Linked DNA regions of Oryctolagus cuniculus: region 2 is linked to region 1. The links are chromatin contacts, called in public Micro-C maps. All regions are on one chromosome and are shown on one strand. The core of a region is the stretch at or near the end of the contact, and the rest is flanking DNA. Distances in the headings are between cores, read along the strand shown. Region 1 has its middle 47 kb from the start of NR1D2. Region 2 overlaps THRB (thyroid hormone receptor beta).

Evidence for each region. A called contact is a pair of places that touch in the nucleus more often than the background predicts.
Region 2: a Micro-C map of ear pinna shows a contact between it and region 1, with 11 times the contacts expected there. The contact joins two enhancer-like sites. A contact is called at or near these places in 3 of 6 Hi-C or Micro-C datasets (ear pinna, psoas muscle and an unstated tissue).

Annotation. Positions count from the first base shown.
Region 1 is chr4:159,921,132-159,924,762 of mOryCun1.1, reverse strand. No RefSeq gene overlaps it. Among named protein-coding and RNA genes, the nearest start is that of NR1D2, 47 kb to the right of the region's middle. Within about 2 kb of position 1,787, at least 1 of the 8 cell types and tissues checked has an H3K27ac peak or open chromatin away from gene starts, as enhancers often do. A contact at or near this core is called in ear pinna, where this site is marked.
Region 2 is chr4:160,145,107-160,148,895 of mOryCun1.1, reverse strand. The region is part of intron 2 of THRB (thyroid hormone receptor beta); the gene reads left to right. Among named protein-coding and RNA genes, the nearest start is that of NR1D2, 270 kb to the right of the region's middle. Within about 2 kb of position 1,480, at least 2 of the 8 cell types and tissues checked have an H3K27ac peak or open chromatin away from gene starts, as enhancers often do. A contact at or near this core is called in ear pinna, where this site is marked.

The sequences.
Region 1 (3,631 bases), core at 538-3,037:
TCCAAAGAAAAGAAAGTTCAGTTGGAACAGGCACATAACACACACCAGACACTATCCTAGGCACTCTCACATACTTCATTTGCCTTCATTTTTAAACCAGCTACTTACCTACTGCAAAAAAAGGGAACAGGTCCAGAAATTAAGGGTTTTGCTCGAGGTCATTCAACAAAGAGTTGGAACTGAAATCTTCAGAATTCAATAAATCCAACTGCAATGAATGTTCTGTGGCAGTTATCTTGCAATCCGAATTCCAGCTCAGCCACTTGCTGGCTGTTTAGCTTCAGAACGTTGCCGCATATGTTGAGTGGGGAGTGTAAATCCTACTTTGTGTGGTCATAGAGATGGGGGAGAGTTAAGAATAAAGAACCCAGAATGGGGCCAGGCACGCACCAGGCTTCCAAATGGGATCTGCGTACTCTGTCTTCCTCTCCCTCCTCCATTCGATAAGCATCTATTCTGAGCACACATAACTGTAGGAGGGCGAGCCCCGAAGCCACCGCCAGACCACGCCAGATCACCAGGAGCCGGAATTTGCTAGAAATGCACGTCTAGGCCTGTCGAATCAGACACTCTGGGAGGGGGCCCCACTATCTGTGTTTTTGAGAAGCCGTCCTGTGATGTAGACGCGTGCTCAAGAACTACTTATGTAATAGCATTTCTATTGCATTGATTTAACTCAATTACTGCATACAGCGCGGCTGAGTCCTAACAGCCCATCTAAACAAGCCCTCCCCCTTTCATGTTTTCTGGATTGTTTTACGTCCCTTCAGTGTCTTCTGATTAAGCCTCCCTCCAGGAAAGAACTCACTAAGTGAAATGATGTTGCACTGGGAACCTCACCACAGGGCAGGCGTCTGGCACAGCCCCTAAGATGCCGCCTGGGACACCCACATCCCAAGTCGGGTTCAAGTCCCACGGCAGCTTTCCAAGTCTAGTTTCCTGCTGGTGTGCACCCTGGGAGGCAGCAAACGATGGCTCAAGTAATTGGGTCCCCACCACCCACTTGGGAAGCCCTGGCATGAGTTCTGGGCTCCTGGCTTCCGCCTGGCCCAAGCCTGGCTACTGTAGGTATTTGAGGAGTGAACAGTGGATGAGACATCAGTGTCTGTCTCTCTCAATGTGTCTGTCTCTTTGCCTTTCAAATAAATAGGGGAGGATAGCAATTTTTTAAAAATCGGATCATAACAAAAACCTAAGCTATCATTTGACTTAATACACAAAAGCAAGGGGCTGGTGCTATGGCACAGTGGGTTAAAGCCCCAGCCTGCAGCACCAGCATCCCATATGGGTGCCAGTTCGAGTCCCGGCTGTTCCTTTTCCGATCCAGCTTTCTGCTGTGGCCTGGGAAAGCAGTGGAAGATGGCCAAGTCCTTGGGCCCCTGCACCTGCTTGGGAGACCTGGAAGAAGCTCCTGGCTCCTGACTTCAGATCAGCCCAGTTCTGGCCATTGCAGCCATTTGGGGAGTGAACAAGCAGATGGAAGACCTCTCTCTCTCTCTCCTCTCTCTGTAACTCTGTCTTTCAAATAAATAAAGTAATTATTTAAATTTAAAAAAAAAAAGGCAAATGAGAAGAAATTCTTAAGAAAAGCATGGTTATGAAAAGTGCCGGAATTACAGCCCAGGCGGGGAGCAACACACGAATCCCAGGAACAGGTTCGCCCGACGGCACTTCCAGGAGCCAGCCACTTCACCGTGACGGCGGCTGTTCTCCAACGGGGCTCCTCTCAGCCCGGCCCCTCCACTACAACCGAACTCCCGACCCTGCCGTCCCGTCCTCCTCGGGCGGACCTGGGGGCAGCAAGGAAGCGAGTCGGATCCAAGGCTCCGGCAAACTCCTGAACTGAGTTACACCACCAGCGCGCGCTGCGGGCCGGGCAGCTGCCGCTAATTCGGCAGGAGCTGCGGCTCCCAGGCGCTGCATCTGAATCCTCCAAGGAGCGCAATTAGATTTCAGATGTTTCCAGTTTTCCGATCGCCGCCTCTCCACACCCCGCCCCCAAGGCTGTGCGCCTGCAGATGATTTCAATTGTTCCCCGTTTTCTTAATCTCCTTTTATCTCCCATGCCTTTCTTCCCTTCCTATTGCATGGGTTTTTTTTTTTTTTTTTTTTGCTTTTTTGGTTTTTTGTTTTTTGTTTTTTTTCTCCCAAGGCGCTCTCACGAGTCTGACGCTTGAACAGATGCAGGGATTTTTTTTCTTCCTGTCCTTGAAACGACAGCTTGTCTTTCCCCTCAAGTGTCTTTGTCGAAATGCCCGATAAACTGTTTATTTTTCCTCACAGCTTTCTCTCTCCGCCTGAAAAACAAACATGAACCAACAGCGTCCTTGTTTCCCCGCGCTGGGACTCTCGGGGCAATCCCTGGGGCTGCAGCGCCGCCTGCCGACGATGGGGCGGGTAGCAGCCCTCGGCCTCTGCGGCGGGACCAGGATTTAGGGCTTGCACGTGCAGGGTTTGAGGCATCGCTGAGATACAGGCGGGAGTAAGCAAGCAGGCAATGCAGAATCTCAGGGGAAAGTCACATTCCAATTTTTTTTTAACAGATCACGGACAAGGACACCATAAACCGACCAACCCCACGGTTTTACTGACTTGACACAATGGAAGTAGACTTCTCACCCTCAGAACAGCCCAGAGCCGGGTCTAGGGCTTCCCACTTCCTGTGGCCGCTGCCTCCTCCCCGAGGGCATCATTGTCTCTTGCATTCAGGGGCCGGGGGATGTGACCAGCACACCAGGGCATGGCACGCATCACACAAGGCACAGGGCTCCTGGCTGCGCCCCGCTGTGCAAACGCTCCCGGCACAGAGGAGGAGCTTTTAGAAGCATATTTTTACCTGTTCATTGTATTTGAAAGGCACAGAGACAGAGACAGACAGCTCTATCTTCCATCCATTGATTCACACCCAGATGCACACCGTAGCTGGGGCTGGGAAGGTTGAAGACAGGAGCCCCCCCCCCCAATCTGGGTCTCCCACGTGGGTAGCAGGGACCCAACTGCTTGAGCCATCACCTGCTGTCTCCCAGGGTGCAAGACCTCTGCAAAAAGCAAGTATCGCAATACAGTGAGTCACAGGAATCTTATGGTTCCCCAGGGCACATAGTAGGTGTGCGATAGCATCATTATAACCAATAATCCCACAGCTTTTCAAGGTGTGCCTGCACCAAAGCCAGTTTTCTGTAGTTTTTATAGCTTTTATCTACAATTCCAAATTCTTTTTCTGAAACCCTACAAAGTTTACCACCCGAGAGCCCTTCAAATAGCTGAAATGTGCTATCATGGCCCACAAACATCCAAAATAGTGCTCACGCCCCTAATAAATTAAAAAGCAGTGCAATACAAAGCATGACTGTGTGTGACTCATATGGCAAGCAGCAGCCCCAGCCTCTAGAGTGGTAATAAAGGAAGCTCATTCCACGTAGCACTATTCTATCTCATTGTGAGCCATAGGGGATTCTGGACTCTCTAAGCTTTATTTCCTCCTAGGTTTTCAAGTGAGCCAACTGGATGTCTCTATATAGCTAAGATACAAAAGCAAACTACACACACACACACACACACACACACACACGGGGGCACAAAAAGTTCATTGCAAATGGAATTAACATATAAGTTTAGGAGTATGCATTTT
Region 2 (3,789 bases), core at 231-2,730, 220 kb before region 1:
ACGAACCTCCTCCTTGCGAACCAAGAACCGTTCTCCCTGTGGCTCCCATGCTGAGCCTTTGTGTACACACAAGCAGACTGCAAGGTCACTCTCTGACACTTCGTGTCTCGCATCATCTTATTACTGTAGGACTGGAGTGAATTGGGGAGTGTCCCAAATTCAGGGGTGCCCATCAAAAACGCAAGCCACCTTCAAAGAGGTCCGACCTTCCGAGAGTGAGCACCTCTTCCCTGGCTGTGGTCTAGGGAAGGCTCTGTGCTGGCCAGGGTGGAGAAGCTGGGTGCCCGTCCTGAGCCACCTGTAGCCTGCCAGGATGCTCCCAGAGTCCCCGCCATGTTCCTAAATGGTGGACACAAAGAGTGAGGCGTGAAAGGAGATCTTTGGGCTTTGTGGAGATTCCCAAAGCTGCTATAGCTGTGGTTCCCAAACTCTGTCCCAAGGCACCCTGGGAGTGCCACACCAATGCGGGGGGGGGGGGGGGCGGGGGCACTTTTAACTTTTGAAGAAAACACAGCAACAAATGCCAGAAACCATGCAAATATAGGTTGGTTAGGCTGTTTGGGCTTAGTTACTTACCAACACAGCATCTAAGTATTTCCTCTGAACCAGGGTCATGGTGAAGAAAATATTAAACATAAGGAGTACCACGCACCCGAAAAGGTGGGTATTTCCATGTTACAGTATTGCTGTCCCAGGAGCAGTGTATTTTGACTTCATTCTTCCTGACAGAATTTTGCATTCAAGCCGGCACACATAAGGAAATGTACACTCTAAGTCTGGCTTAAATATCAGGGTGAAAACCCTAAAAGAAAATGATAAAAACGTGTGTCTTTGAGGGGCTTCTCTCCTCTCCAGCCTTCCTACCCACCTCTTCCCATTCCCATTCTGTGACTCAATCCTTATCCCAGGTTCCTTTCACTTTCTAAAAAAAAAAAAATCAGAAGAGCCTAAACTCTCCCAACCCGTTCTGCATAACTTACACTTACTAGGTTCATTCTTGCACATCTGAAGAAATCATCGCACAAGGGCATTCCTGAAAATCACCCTTGGAACAAGTCGTTCTAAACAAAACTCAGTGTGACTGTGCCGGGCACATGACACCCCACAGGAAGCCGCTGAATTTGCTGATAAAGTTGCATGAAGAGGCTTCAACCAAGCAGTAGCAAACAGAAACCAAAGGAAGGAGAGGGAACAATATCTAGTTCCTATTTCTGTAGGAATTTTGCAATGTAGCCTCCTCCTCGGCTCAATGTTTGACGAAGTAGTGATGAATTGTAGCCATATTTATTAGGATAATCTTATTTTCATCTACAAGGAATTTTAGGAGCCAAGCAGTCTTTGTACCACTTCCTTAGGAAAACGATTCTTCCTCACCCAGGCTAAAAAATCCACTAGGAGCTCACTGCCGACTCCAGAGGCAGCAGAGCCCCAACTCAGACTGGGAGATAGTGTCTCCGTGGCACAAAATCGAGTTTTCTTTTATGTTATGACTGTAGGTGGGGCCTCTACCCAGTGGGCAGGTGCTGTAGCCTTTTTTATGAAGTCGTCCAGGGCCAGGGAGGGAGTGGGTTGTTTGTTGTTATCTTATTCATCATCAAACGACACTATTTTAAATCAATAATAAATCACTTGCTTCAGTGCTAATGATTTATTTTCATGTTCTTGTTTGTTGTTTTTCTTGCTTGTGTCTCAATGAGTCACCTAACCACAATTACATATGCAGGCATCTGGCGGTTGGTTCTGCATGCTATCCTCATTCCTCAGGAATTATTTAATTCCCTGGTGTCTCTCTCTCTCTCTCTCTCTCTCTCTCTCTCTCTCTCTCTCTCTCTCTCACACACACACACACACACACACACAACAAACACACACTTTCCCTCGCTTTGCTTTGGCACAAAGCAGCGATCCTTCTGTCCACCAGGTGGCAGTAGAAGCAATTGTAAGGGTGGGCTTTGGCCGGCAGGACATGGGTTGAAATTTTTCTCTAGAACCATCCATCTGCTTTCTCCCGCTAAGACTGGCCTGCGTTTATCAGGAGCATTCTGAGCTGAGTGGCCATCTCTGGAGAAAGCTGACCATGGGGAAAACGCACTGTGCCCATGGCAGGTGGACAAATGGATCCTTTCATGCCCGGCCTCATTAAGGCTTGTCCCAGCTCGTTTCTTCTTGACTTTTCTGTCATCCCATAATTTGGCTAAAAACCGCTGCTTGTTTCACTGAGCGTGACAATGAATTCGATGTGGCAGATGATTCTTTGTTTGGTTTGTTCTGGCTCCAAGAGCCCCACTTCAACCCCTACTGACTTAGTGCTCAAACAGAAATAGGTTCTCTTGGGCTATGGCCACAGAGGCTGGCACTGAAGGAGGAAGCAAGTGCATTGCTCCCACTAACGCCCACAGGCCCTTGAGCTGGGCACCAGATGCCCACGTCAGGAAGGCAGCTCTTGACTCTCAATACCCCCAGTCTCTTGGTGAGTAGCAGGGCCCTCACTCCTTCCAACATGCCATGGTGCCTCTGCCTGGGGAGACACAGAAACAGAGGAAGGGAAGGAGAGAGACAGCGACAGGACGTGCACATAGGGTACCAGAGAGAGCATTGAGTCCCTCTAATTGAGTTTTTTTTTAAGATTCTTGTATTTATTTGAAAGGCAGAGCCAGAGAGAGAGAGAGAGAGAGAGAGAGAGATTTTCCACCTGCTGGTGTGCTCCCCAGATGGCCACAACAGTCAGGTGTGGGCCAGTCTGAAGCCAGGAGCCAGGAGCTCCATCCTGGTCTCCCACATGGTGGCAAGGGACCAAGTACTTGAGCCATTTTCAGCTGTCGTCCAGGCACATTAGCAGGGAACTAGATAAGAAGCAGAGCAGCCAGGACTCAAACTAACACTCGAATATGGGATGCTGACCTGCTGCACCGCAACATGGGCCCCTCGTGTTACCGATTTGTGATTCTACATTCTCAAATAGGGTTAGTGTTACCGAGTATAAAAGGTGGATCATAGCCTGGTAAGACTGAAGTACATTTTGCTTCTGTTTCCTTCTGAGTTCTTAACTCATTCCTACCATCAGAAATTCAACTGCATTTTTTCACCTCACTGAGGCCTAGATTTACTCTTAAGGTGCAAAGACCCGGAGGAAAGACAATTGGAGCTGCATTTAGGATGCTTTATTGTTGCAGACAAATTTGTTTCCATGTCCAGCCTTCCTGCCTGCCCTTAACAAGGTTAAATGCACATGAAAGATAACCTGGAAAGGAAAAAAACCCAAAACATCAAAAAGGGCCTTGAAGGAGAAGAGTGGCAGGTGAGGGAGAAGCAAGTTCACCTCCAGTTTATCTTGGTGTTGATGGTGTCCCAGGCCATGGTCTTCTGTGCCGTGCACGAGTCCTTAGCCCACCTCTGGGCACCTTAAAGTAGAGGCCGGATAACAGTTCCAGTTACTTGTGCTCTGATTGGGGGTGATGAGTCTGGCTAGGAGATGAGCAGATCATAGTGAGAGTGACCATGATAATGAAAAACTCTTCTAGCACCTCATGTCGGTGCCCGGCTTTAGCATTCACACAGCACTTTCCAACTCCCTTGCCTCCTCCCCACCCCCAGGTTAACCCTGGGAGGGCAGCGATTATGGTTCCACTTTACAAATGAAGCCCCATGAAGGAACCTCTCTAAGATCCCCACACTCCAGAACTGAGACTTGGGAATATGAACCCTCTGGAGTGACCCCGGTCCCAAGGTCTCCTCCACACCTGGGATGGACCTTGCCCTTATAAATGCTTCCCAAATGTCAGGGTCAAG